Regions from separate parts of the Mus musculus genome. Here region 2 is linked to region 1. A link is a contact called in public promoter capture Hi-C data. All regions are on one chromosome and are shown on one strand. Each heading gives the region's core, a stretch centred on a gene start, on an enhancer-like site or on the middle of the called end of the contact. The rest is flanking DNA. Distances are from core to core; before and after follow the strand shown.

Region 1 (6,570 bases), core at 1,860-4,359:
TAAATAAATCTGAAAAGAACCTTAAAAAAAAAAAAAAAAAGAGTTGCTGTGATCATGGTGTCTCTTCACAGCAGTAGAACTCCTAAATCAGACACCAGGCTTGATGTTTCAAAGAATTTTTTGGCTATGTATGGACAGAATCCAACTCCTAGCTGGCACATCATCACCCCTCACCTAAACTCTGTAAAAACCCCTTGCTTTAGCCTGCATGTGTGACTTCACTGATCCTGTGAGGTCAGTGAACCCACCCAAGAGCTGCCTCCTAATAAACCTGCCTTTATCAACCATAATGGTGAATAGGTAAACTGCTTTGAGCACCCTTCTGGCGGGTGATCCAGCCTTTAGCCACCTGCCAGAGTGTTCTAAATTCAAGAATTTGAGAATCAAAGACACAAAGGCATGCACGCACGCACACATGCCAGCTTAATTTTTAATATGCCTAACTTGCTCAGTGGCCGGGCACTTCCAAACCTCCCCTCAGCTAGCACAGACTCCCCTCTGGCATTCCTGAGTTAATACCTTCTAAATCAATATTTTATTTTTGCGGCCCTGTTTCCTTCTTGGTAGCCTCCATTGGGGTGGCTTTCCCTTTACACCTACATTGCTGGATGATTTCTTTCCTGCAGCTCTTTAATCTCTCTGCTTCTAAGTCATGGAGAATCTGCCTGCTCTTCATCTCCTTCTGCCCCTTGCCCAGTCATTGGCTGTATGGCAGTTTTTTAGTACTGATCAAAGACACCTGGGGGCAGGGACCCTCAGCATTTGGAAATAAGGCTTTGGGGAGATGAATTAAAACAAAGCATTAGAGCCAATTCCCTACAATCTTTTAATCTGGTCTAGTCTGGCCTATATCTGCATCACTGAGAGAGAGAAAATGGCCATCATAGGGCCCACAAAGAGCCCTGTAGGTAAAGATGCTTTCCAGGAAAGCCTAGCAGCCTGAGTTTGATCCTGTGAACCCATGTAAAAGTTGGAGAGAACCAACTCTGAATTGTGTTCTGACCTTCACATGCACACTTGGCACCCTCACACCCACACACACAGTGCACACAATAAAAAAAATGTAATGATAAACAATAAACTTTATAGCCATCATGGTGGCTCATACTTTAAATGCAGCACTCAGGAGGAAGAATCAGATGGATCCCTGATGGCCAGCCTGGTTTATAGAGTGAATCCAGATCAGCCAAGTCCTATCTCATAAAACAAAGTATAGCTCCCACCCCCCACCCAACTGCCTAGAGAAACTTGCTGTTATATGACCAGATTTGCTAGAGAGCAAACCCTGGTGCCAGGCAAGTACTGCTTGCTTCAGACAAGACACATACTACCATGCTACCACGAAGTTAAGAATTCTACTTTAACACTTCATTTGCCAACTTCTGGGCACAATTTTAGCACACTGATGCCTCTGTAGTGATGGACACCGGCACTTACATGAGCCACACGTGCGTACGTTCATGTGCGTGTGCATGTGTGTGTCCGTCCATCACTGGGCCCCAAGCAGAAACCTAGGTTAAGAACATTTAGGTTGCTAAGGCTTAGGTGATTCTTTCAGGCACTGAGATGCTGAGGCCACCCTTCTTCCCTGTCCCTCAGCTGCTGTGCGTGATGCATGACCCACTTCACCATGTCACTCAAAGTTTGAGTTCCATCAAAATCCTAACTTCTCTGGACCTGTGTTCTAGGTGAGGGCTTTTCTATTTGTCTTTAGCTCTTTAGAAGGCAGAGCCCCTTTCTCCTCTGTACTGTTGGGTTCTTGGTGTGTTGATAACCCCTGATAATACAGATCCAAGCCCCCACCCCTGGTTATTTTAATAGCATGATTCACCCCACCTCTTTGCTCTTCTGCCAAATATCCACACACATTGTGGAACTGGGAAGACTATTAATGCCAGTCAGACCACAGAAAGGCAGATTAATGGAGTTTCACCCAGCAGAGAGAGGCTTCTACACATCTAAATACTTCTCCAGGACCCTCAAAGTTTCTCTTTTGCCACAGACTCCACTCTCATGCAGTTTGAATGATTTATTGGTGTTTCTGCTAACGCTGCTACCCTTTCAGTGTGTTTCAGCCATCAGGAATCTTAAACCCGTCCCCTACCAGTGGAGCCATGCTACTTCCTTGTGTCTGCCAAAATGCTCTTAGCATGGCTCCTTTTTCTTCAGCTCTTCCACTTTAGCAATGTAGATCCTCATGGCATCCATCTTGGACATCCCTTTGTTTACCATCCAGGCCTCATATTTGGCCTTTGCTCTCACATCTGTGGCAGGAGGGACAGGGATGTTACAGTCGCCCTGGGTGGCCTGTTTGTAAAAGCTGTACACCAGCAGTTTCTCCTGATCACTCACAGGCCCCTTCAGCTGCTTGAGTGAAGCACAGGCCATTTCAAACTCCACTTGGCTCATTGGTATACCAGAGGCAATGCTTCTGTTTTTAAGTGATGCGGGGTACTAGAAGAAAGTTGGAAATAAGCAAACCATGTTATTGTTAGGCCTTGGAAAGAAGGGGTAAAGAGATAATGTGTGGGATGAACACGGGGCGTTTGTGTGTTTAATAACGTACAAATCGAGGACCAGGAATCCATTCAATTGCTCCTGCCCCGCAGAGCTTTTTCCAGTGTGACTGCCCTTCAAAGTTATAAAAGCACCTATGAGCTCTGAAAGTTGACTCTGCTGTTGCCTATAGGAGATAGTGCAGCATGAAAAGCAAGCATATAGGGAGTTTTGTGTGTCTTGGGGGGGGGGGGGATGAATCCCGTGGATCCGCTGCTGGTTAGTACACAGCTGAAGGAAAGTTATTCCATGTGGGTGAATCCGGGGCGAGAGCTGCCCGGGGTTCCTGAGTGAGGGTGAATGAGGGGTCTGGACTAAGGGGTTCGACCTCCTTGCCTGAAGGGGTCAGGTTCCACATGGAGACAGCCAACAGTACCTGTGGTTAAGAAGGCTGGGAAGCCTAGGCCGAGAGGGGGCGCTGTGGCTAGGGTGGCTTCGACGCTGCGAGCTTGTTGGAGAGGAGTACGCGTGCGCCTTGAACGGCAGCGGCTAGCAGACTACAGCACGGAAGCGGAGAAGCGCTGTGGGCGGAGCCTGTGACGCGCCTGTAGCGCCGCCCTTTGTGCCGTGGCGCGGGCAACGCGTTCGCGGCCTTGGACTAGGAGGGGCGGTCTAGCCCGCCGCCAGCGTCGCCGCCATGGACCTAGGTGGGTTCCCACTTCCCTACTCCGGCCCCTGGGCCGCACCCCCCCAAAGCACCTCCTGGGCAGGCTGAGGCTCTGCACTGCTCCTACGGTGCTCGGGAGGCTGGGGGCTTGAGGAGTTTTGGGGGACCCGCAGTCGCGAGGCCGGCCTCCATCCTGTAGCCCCACCACATGACGGTCTCCTAGAGTCCTCCTCCGTCCTTCGTAGTGTCTTCCCAGTGGGAAACCGGGAGCGAATATAGCCTTGATTCTCCTGGAAATGCTCAGGGCTACTGCACGTGTTTCGGAAATGCCGGGCTGGGAGGGACGGACGTCCGGAGAGTTCTTCGTTATTAAATGACTGCCGAGTTAGTGAACATGTTTCTTATTAGGTCGCCTAGTGCATAAAGCAAAAATACTGATACTGTCTTTCTCCCAGAGGCTTGGCGTTTTCTTTGCGACCACGTGCATAACAGGACCCCATTCGTTGACTCACGCAAAGCGACCACCCCACCCCCACCCCTCTCTTGTGAGCAGGAGTTGCGCAGCCTGAGATTTCACTTTTTGAATCCGAATTCGAGTGCTGCTTGGTTTGGAGTATCCTCCTAGGCGAGGTCTGGAAGTAAGGCGGAGTTGATAGAAATCTGTGGCCATCTGCCAACCCTCTCCACCCTGCTAGGTGTGCTCTTTAGAGGGTAAGACTAGGAGGCCGTCCTGGGAAGTACTCCAAGATTTGCAAATAATACGCTGTGGAGAAATGTCTTTGTCCCTAGCCAGCTCTTTAGTGTGGAATGGTAGTTTCGTGCCCTGCAGCTGTGAAGAGTGCTGCCAAGGCTTGACTCCCTAGTTGAGACACCTTGCAAAGTTGTGCCTGGGCCTCTAGCTTCCCATCTCCAAAACAGGAGTTATAATCCTCAAGAAGTTAGTTTGACGATTACATGATTTTTATAGGTGTCAAGCTGGGTGTGGTAGCTTATGTCTAACTAGCACTCTGGAAGCAGAGGCAGGAGGATCTCAAAATTCTAGGCCGACCTGGTCTGTATAGTTTCAAGCCAGTTCCAGCTATATAACAAGAGCCTATCTCAGAAAAAAATACAAGTATGCCACCCAGCACAGTGCCTACCAAAGTAACCAGTCACTTCCTAGCACCAGCTACTGATTTAAAAAAAAAAAAAAAAAAAAAAGCCTTTGAGTTTCCCCTGGCTATGAGCTGAGTCTGGGACTTTTCTCAAGCCACATGTACACAGTCTCTGAAAGGCACATGTTTGGCCGCAGACATTTGCTCTGCTAAGCCGATGTCTAATGCAATAAAATGTCATTTACAGTTATAAGGAAATGTGTTCGGGGGCCGGCAGACCAACCTGAGACAGAAAGAACCCTGGATTGCCTTCAGGTCTGGGTTTTGTGGGAGTGCTGAGCCTTGATTTGGGGTGGGCAGGCAGTGACAGTAAATGGTTAGTGGCCAGGAGATTTTTTAGTTGCCTGGTGTCAGTAATTTTTTTTTTTCCCTGGGGGTAGGAGAAGTTTGAGATGGTAGCCATGATGTAGCCTTGGCTAGCCTGAAACTCAGTACGTGGACCAGGCTTGCCTCATAAAAATCTGCATCACTAGAGAGCTGGGACTAACGGGATAGGCCACCACAGCTGTTCACTGGAGTCAGTACTTTTGCTGCCGACTCTGGCCTATGAGAATAGGGCAGATGTGTTTCTGGGAGCATAGAGGACTGAGGAGAGAGCTAGCAGTGACCGTGACAAGGTGTTGCACTCAGCTTCTAGGCCAGATTATACACTTTGGGAAAGACCTGTGCCCGTCTGTTTCTGCACTGGAGGAGACAAAATATTGACAAGACTAGTCCTGCCAACACTTGAGCATTTAAATCAGGCTCTTGATGGTCTGATTATGGTTAAGATAGCTTATATAACCCATCCAATTCTTCCATACCTGGGAGATGCTTCAAAAAGGTAACAATACCAGAATAGTTACAAAAGTGTGATTAGTGTATGTCCTGTGTCATGTGGTTCCCATACCATGAAGATTATAGTCTCATGTATATATGCATACATATATTCTCATGTATGCAGACGGGAGACTCAGTAAAGTGTAAAGTCACATCATGTTTTAACAACTGAGTTAGGATTTGAATCCATTATCTTGATTAAACCCCCACATGGCCTCCCTTTAAATGTCAGTTCTTAACTCAGTGAATGAGTGACCGCTGTCTTGATGTAATATTTGTTTTGTCCACTTCCTGGTTCCTACCACAGAGCCAGAACCTTCACCAGCTTGTCCTTTTTGACTGGAAGAAACTGCTGGGTGAACTTTTTCCCTGTAAGGCACAGAATGTTGAAACTTGTTGAAGCAGGAGTGTGCTTAGAAAGAAGGAAGGCAGGGCTCCGGATACAGCTCAGTGGTAGAGTGCTTGCCTGTTACATGCAAGGCTCTGAGTTCAAAAACAGGCTTAACTGAGTGTGGTGGCACAGGCTTTTGATCTCAGCACTCAGGATGTAGAGGCAGACAGATCTGAGTTCAAAGCTATCCAGTTCATAATGAGACCCTGTCTCAGAAACAACCAAAAACACTAAGACAATAAGCACCTCCCATCCCCCAAAGACTACCTATTGTATCTTCCATAGTCTGCCATCACTGGACTCAGTTTTGTTTAGGTTTTTTGTTTGTTTGTTTTTTAATTACATTCTTGGTGTGTATGTGTGGATACCACGGTGCACAAGTGTCAGTCAGAAGACAGCTTGTAGAGGTTACCATATCAGTTCTAGGGCTCAAACTCAGGTCATCAAGCTTGGTGGCAGATATCTTTAATCATGAGCCATGCTGCTGGCCTCTGTCATGTCTTTAATGCATATGTGGTAGCACTGTCCCCTATCCTCTACTCACTGTAACCTCAGCAGTCCAGTTGTCCTCTTCACACTTTGCTGAGGAATCTTAGTCACTTCCTTGATTTTCATGCACTTCTCCGAGTTGGTACTGCCTACACTCACATCAGGCCTTTTCTCCTTCACGCATTGCCATTGCTGAAGGACATCACTAAATGTTCTACCTCAGACTCTAGGTAACAGCACTGAACTTGTCTTCCCTTAAAGCTTGTCCTGAGGGGCCACGAGCGATGACTCTGTAGTTAAGAGCACATATGTTTCTTGTAGAAGTCCAGAGTTTAGTTCTCAGCAACCACACCAGTAGGCTCAGTCCAGCTCCAGAGGACCCAGCATCCTCTTCTGGCCTCTGTGGAAGCTGCATTCATATGCACAAACCCCCACAGATACAAACACATTATTAAAATAGAATTTTGTAAACACTTGAAAGCCTGTTCTGAATCCCTCTCTGCCTCCTATTTCCAGAGGTGCCATTGTCCTGATATCCAGGCCAAAGATCTTAG
Region 2 (6,570 bases), core at 2,162-4,661, 1.3 Mb before region 1:
CACAACCATCTGTAACGAGATCTGACGCCCTCTTCTGGTGTGTCTGAAGACAGCTACAGCAGTGTACTTACATGTAATGAATAAATAAATTAAAAAAAAAAAAAAAAAAGAAAACTCATGCCACCACCAAAAGCTACTAGGCCAGCAAAGGGCCAGAAGGCCTGGACAGAAAGCCCAGGCTCAGGCCTCTCCCCCTCTAAGCTAAGGGTCAAGCCCTTGGAAGAGGCGAGAAAAGAAAACTGTGCTAAAAGCAGGCAAGAGGAATCCAAGGGGAAGGAGGTTTCCATTGGGGGTGTGGTCAGAGGTGGGAGCTGTAGAGAGCTATGGAAATGTTATATTCACTGGGCAGAGTGGTGGCCACATAGGCTTACATATGCCTGAAACCCACAGGATAGCCACGCATGGTAGGGCATGCCTTTAGTCACAGCACTCAGGAGGCAGAGGCAGGTGAATCTCCAGCTTGGTCTATATAGTAAGATCCTGTCACAAAAAAAAAAAAAAAAAAAAAAAAAGACAGAAAGACAGACTACAGGACAAACACTCACCTGGCTATACAGCCAGCTGGGCAGTGCTGGTGCATACCTTTAATCCCAGAACTCAGGAGGCAGAGGCAGGTGAGTCAGAGTTCAAGGCCAGTCTGGTCTACAGAGTGAGTTTCTACAGCTAGGACCATATAGAAGAGACCTTGTCTTAAACTGCACACCCCCCCTCAAACAAAAGACCACTACCATATTTGTTCTTGTAAGAAGGCAAATGAGTCTGTACATTGCCCTGCAACATATTCCCCAGCTCTGGTGACTTACGGCCTGGGTATCTGAAGATCTTTCCTCCAGCCTATCAGAATGTAAGGCCCGATGTAAAGGTGGTGGGTTGGGAAGTGAACGTTTGTTAGCCAGGCCAGAGTTCTTGGGACCAAGGCAATGAGGAAGAGTAGGCAGAGGCAAAGTAAGGGGACAATCACCCTGTGATTGTGCACCCTGACTCCTGCCCTCTCCTGGATTCCCAAGGCAGGCAGGGGCACAGCACCTGGTAAGGTGACACAAGCTGCCACAGCAGCCACATTGTGTCCTTGCAACATAGTCACACCTGTCTCTGAGCACAGGCTCACCTCCTACCTCTATCACACTCCAAGTTAATAAACTACAAAACCACCATGACCCCACTCCATGATCTCACTCCATAGCCCTGGCTGGCCTGGGGATCTGCCTGCCTCTCTGTCTCTCAAGTGCTGGGTTTAAAGGCATGTGCTACCTACCATACCCAGACAATAACAGAGTTCTATCACAGTGACTCTGTGACTCTGGGCTATAATGGGATATATATGGACTATATTTTATCATATGCATGGGATATGAGAAGGTCAGGCATGCTTATGCTCTCTTGTCTGGGATGCTATAGGCCTAGATCAAGGATGCCATTGTCTGTCAGACCCAGTGTGGCACAGGGCACTCCTGACAAAGACCAACACTTGTACCTGGGGAATGGCTGCCACGTGGCAATCACTACACTACACACTAGGTGCTAAGGTGGGATAATGAGGAAGACTGTCAACGCTCTGCCCATCTGCTTAGTAATTTGCATTCTGCATCAGAGAGAGGAAAAGAAAAGAATCCTGAGGCAGGCCTGCCTCTGTCACATGAGGATGGGGGCTATGAGCTCAGTGGCCTAACATCTAACACACCCTGTTCCTCCCAGCACCGACTGGGTGTCCAGAGGCTGCAGCCAGCCAGTCACAGACTCTATCTGCTCCAGAACCAAGAATGTAGACTGGGAAATGCAAGGGTCCTCAAAATCCATTTCTGTTCCACCTGAGACCCAGAGTGAGCAAAGCATCATAGAATAAGCTGGAAACAAAGCTACTACCTGACCCTGGCTCCCCTGATGGGGCCTGCTAGGCTCCACAGACACACCGCTCATCCATTCAAGGCCAACCGGGGAAAGGGAGTCGTCATTTCCAGCTAACTAGGGGTATGGATGTCCATCTGTAAACGGATCTTCTAGGACCCTCCAAACCGTGACATATCCTAAGGAGGTCTCAGGGTCAGTCACCTACAAGGTGTCCCATGTTCATGACTCTGCAACTACCCACAACTCCCAGTACTCCAGTTTAGATCATGAGAATTACAGGACCATCATTCCTTGGGCTCACGGTCAGATCTTGGGATTTTAAGGGGTGACTACAAGTTATGGGCCTGCATATCAGCACTCCACACTCTCACCTAATCACATCTTCATTACCCAGAGTCCATAAGACCCCGAGACTGTATGGAGACACAGCTTCTTTTATAGAGGATGGGCAAAGGCCAGAACTTCCTGCCTCCAGCCAGCTGCTGAGTCCCATCAACGGCTGTGTCCTCCCAGAGAAGGGACCAGCCTGGTGAGTTGTTGCCCTCCCTTCACTTCCTCAGCAAGCCAAGGGGGCTTTCACAGCAGCTCAGACCGACTCACTCTGCTGGTTAGTAGGGAGGAAGCAGTGTGTAAGTCCAGTTCGCTCAGGAGTCAGCTGGACCAGGGGAGCATAAGCAACCTCACCGCTTTCTCCTATCCAATGAGCTAGAGACCAGGAGGGATCGGCGTCTAGACTGAACCAATACCTAGCACACCTTCTCCAACAGGCCTACCCGGAACAGGAAAAGCTGAGTCTAGATGTTCCCAGACACCAGCAGGCCTGGAGATGCTTCCGGGGAAGATGCCCATGCTTAGATTGTTCCTGAACACCGGGCCCTCTAAGCAGCCCCAGCCTTGGGAAGCAGGGGCGGGGAGTCTTAAGAGTAGCTGCCCCTGTCAGGTGCTCCCTAGGAGCTCGTATCCAGGCCCCTTGCCCTCCACCGCTCCGGCGGGCACGCGGGCCATGTGAGCAGCAGGTGCAAGACGCGGGGGTGGCAGGGATGACACAAACCATCCTAGCGCCCACCTCCCACAGCCTGCCGGCCTCCGCCACAGCCCTCCTGCCACACCAGGCTGGCGCTTCCGTCTGGATGCCGCGATGGAGGTGGGAGGCGGTTCCCTCCCGTTCACCGGCTCCAACGCACAGCGCCCCCCGCAGCCGGCCCTCCCGCCAAGGACGCCGCTCCGCAGTGGCCCCCGCCCCGCCCTCCGGCCCGGCACAGCGCTCCCGCCAGGCCTCGGCGCCCGCCCGGCGGCGGCCTGCGGCGCGGTCCCGCCCCCGACCCGATCCCGCCGCTTACCCGGAGCGCTGCAGTCCGCACACACCTCCGCTCGCGGCCCCTTCCGGGACATCCTCAGCGGCGACGCGGCCGCAGCCCTCTGGGCCAGCGTGGGGGGCGCGGGCGGCGGGCCCGGGCGGCGGCGGCGGCCCTGCGGCCCGGCCCGGCTCCCGCAAGGCCCCGGCGAGGCTCCGCGCGCGCGGCCAACCGTCCGCCCCCGGGGCTGGCCCGGAACCCGCCGTGCCCGCCCGCCCGCTCGCCCTCGGGCGCCCTCCGCCCCGCGCCGCCCCGCGCCGCCCCGCGCCGCCCCGCCGCCGCTCGCCGCTCTCCCCGCCCCCTGCGCGGCCCAGGCCGCTCCTGCAGGAAGCAGTGAAAGCCCTGCCCACCGGGGGAGGGGCGGCCCGCACCCCGCCCCGGCGCTCCGCTCAGCTCCGTGGCTGAGCCTCTCGGAGAAAGGAAGCCTGCGCGCAGGCGGGAGTGGACGGGGGTTCTTAAAGGAGCCGCGGCCCGCGCCCGCCTGGTCTGCAACCGAGACACACGCTAGCACTTTGACCTTCACTTTCCGATTGGGGAGTGGTCCAGGGGACGCTCGGCCCAAAAACCGAGAGACGGACGTGGTGGGGATCGGGGTGGACAGGAAGCATTCCCAGGCACAATGCTCCTAGCGGTCAGAGGCTGGGTTGGGGTGAGGTGTGTGTTCTGGTCCCCTGTGTCCAAGTCAGTGTGTCCAGGTGGGTCTGTGGCCATATCCCTGCGGTGTACACTCACTACCACCAATATGGACGGCCAGGTGCCCGAGAGGTCACTTAACTGTGACTCCCTCTCTGTGGGACTAAAAATACATCATTCTTGTTTCAAATAGGAAAGCAAAGAATCTGGGTGATTATTAAGAGTGTTGTGTGCACCAGTAATAACTTGCTATCTGTTTCGTGTACATCAACGATGTTTCCGGGCTGCCCGACGGGTGTGTATGTATCCTAAGCATATGCTTATAACAGGAGCCAATTTTTGTAAGGATTTTTTTTTTCTTGGACTTCTCATGGAGACGGGGGTGGGGGGAGCAAGGAACTAAAGTGCATGTTGCACGTGGGTGCACCCCACACTGAGCATGCTCCCCCATACACGTGTGACCCGTTTGTGCCCAGCCCCCACCCCTACAGCCGCAAAAGGGCTGTCAGAGAACTCAGCTTATGGAGAGGGCAAAAGCACACAACACCAGGTTGGGGGGGGGGGGGTGAGGGGCGGCGGCGCGCTCGTAGGGGAAGGGGCAGGTCAGCGGTGGCAGAGTTAAGGGAGATTCCTGGGTGTTAGGGATTCCTGCTCAGTAATAAAACGGAGGTTTGAGGGGAGTCCTTGGTTAGGGGTGTCTGAGTGGGTCTATTTCTCCCAGCAATGCCAGAGCAGCAGTGACTTGTGGGTGGGCAGGCTCCTTCCCTAGGGGGAGACAAGTAATGCTTATGAGTCACACCACCCAAAATACACGCAAAGTTCCATCGCCTTTTGCTGCAACCCAGATTGACAAGTTTGTTTGAAATTGTGATCCACAGGATATATTTATAATCTCACCTTAAAAAAAAATCTTGCAGACACCCCCCACCCCCAACCAGTAGCTCAGCAGGTGGGGCTTCTGCCAGCAAAGGGTGGTGGTCATGCCACACCATGCTGCACTCATACCCAAGAGTCTGTAGGCTTGGTGGCCGCAGCAATGGAGGTGGGAAGCAGTCTAGCAGCTGAAACTGGGCGCGCAGCCCAGGAGCAGTGGCCGCCCGTTCACCCCGGATCGACCCCCAGCTATGGAATTTCATTTATTAAATGTCGAGGCAGCTGCTGGCAGCCCCGTCGCTTGGCTGCCTTTGTTTCTTCGCTGTGTGGGCGCGTCTGGAGCACGTGGCAGCCAGGGCGTTGAGACCAAAGGGAAAGCGACCTGGGCTTCGTGTGATAGCCGGCCATCTGGCAAAAGGGCAACCTAGCCTCTAAATGCATGCTGGCCTCTCTCCTTTCTTGGAATACAGGGCGTGCAGAGGAAGAATGATTCACGTCCCCCCACCCCGGCCACCCTATCTCCCTATTGGCTCAGGGACTGCCTGGGAGGGACCCTGGCTCACACAGTCCAAACTTTGTTGCAGAACCCCCAACCTCACCACAGCCAAGCTTTAGAGCTTGAAGATGGGGGAAGAAGGGTTTCTGGCTTCCCCGAAGATGTCATCATCCCAGGAACTGAACAGCTCAAATGGAATCATACACAAGGTTTTGAAAACGATTTAATGAGGAATTGTACAGGCATTCTCGCGGCCTCTCCTAGTTGCCCCTCCTTTCTCTAGCCCCCTCCTCAACTCGGGCTGCAATCACGACACTCTGCTGACCCCTGGCGGTGGAGGTGGGCTGCGGCTCTGGGCTGCAGAGACGCCTACCGGCTCCTCCCAGGCTGCAGAAAGGGGCGAGGCAGTCTACTCAGTCCTCCCGGGCCTGGCACCACTGGGTGTGCAGGAAGCAGGAGAGAAGAACACACAAAGAAACCCAAGAAGGGCGCAAGGAGTTTGCAAGCTTTTGCTGTCGCTTCCCACACAAACACTCTCTAGATTGTTGTTCTAAATCGGGTTGGCCAGGAATTCCTTATTTCTGCCTTGAGGTGGGCTCGAGGAAGGCAACATGTTCGCTCCTACCACCTGTCTCAGGCTGGTTGAAGGAGAGAGGGGCCGTTTTCAGGCAGTTCATACCCTTAGCTCATCCCATGAGGTAGTATCTGATCCCAGTTTAGAGGTGAGTGGGCCGAGAAACTCTGAAGGATAAGCAATTTGTTTAAGATCAAGCAATTGTTACGGTATTTAAATACAACTCTCTTGACATTTTCTCTCCCAAGGCATCTTGGTCCTTTTACCATTTGCAGGTGGCCGCCACAGAGGCCAATTTGACTTTGACCACACTCTCTGCAAGGGCTCCTTGTGGAAGCGCTTGTCTCTCTGCTCTTTCAGGAAGCAGGCAATCTGGACTCAGTCATTTTCCTTAGGCAGGGACCCACATGGGATGGAGGTGGGGAAATGCCACCTGCTGCTGTCTTTGCTCAACCTCATCCTGGTTCTTGCTGAGCCATGTAGGGGAAAGACTGTCTTCTTCGCCTCATTAGACATTCTCTTTTCCAACGTGATGTGTGGAAGCTGGGGTTTAATTTTCTGAGAGAGCAAAGATTTGAGAAATATTTCGATTCTCAGACCCCTGGCTGCTTCAGTGACCCTTGGTACTGATGCCCTGCATCTCTCTTAGGGTCACTCTTTAGTCACTATGAATCTAGATGCCTCTTTACCCTCCCTGGGACCCAAGCTCACTTCTGCAGGCCATAGACCCCCGACCCAACGCTTCAGGTCAGCCCTAAAAGCCTCCCCCATTTCCTTGCAAAAGGCAAAAT

Evidence for each region. Capture Hi-C pulls out chosen DNA fragments and counts their contacts.
Region 2: a contact with region 1 is called in a promoter capture Hi-C map of liver, with 2.1 times the contacts expected there. The contact joins the promoter of Git1 here to the promoter of Gemin4 in region 1. A contact is called at or near these places in 1 of 39 promoter capture datasets (liver) and 1 of 9 other capture datasets (liver).

What each region holds. Positions count from the first base shown.
Region 1 is chr11:76,214,111-76,220,680 of GRCm38.p6, reverse strand. Gemin4 (gem nuclear organelle associated protein 4) reads left to right here and starts at 3,109. Exons shown (of 2, transcript NM_177367.3): 1 at 3,109-3,203. The coding sequence starts at 3,194. It overlaps Dbil5 (diazepam binding inhibitor-like 5), which reads right to left and starts at 3,068. Exons shown (of 2, transcript NM_021294.2): 1 at 2,933-3,068; 2 at 2,016-2,454. The coding sequence starts at 2,409. The coding sequence ends at 2,146. It overlaps Glod4 (glyoxalase domain containing 4), which reads left to right. Exons shown (of 9, transcript NM_026029.3): 9 at 1-286. It overlaps LOC108167850 (a long non-coding RNA gene), which reads right to left. Exons shown (of 2, transcript XR_001780094.1): 2 at 5,971-6,425.
Region 2 is chr11:77,490,253-77,496,822 of GRCm38.p6, reverse strand. It overlaps Git1 (GIT ArfGAP 1), which reads right to left and starts at 3,411. Exons shown (of 20, transcript NM_001004144.1): 1 at 3,189-3,411. The coding sequence starts at 3,240.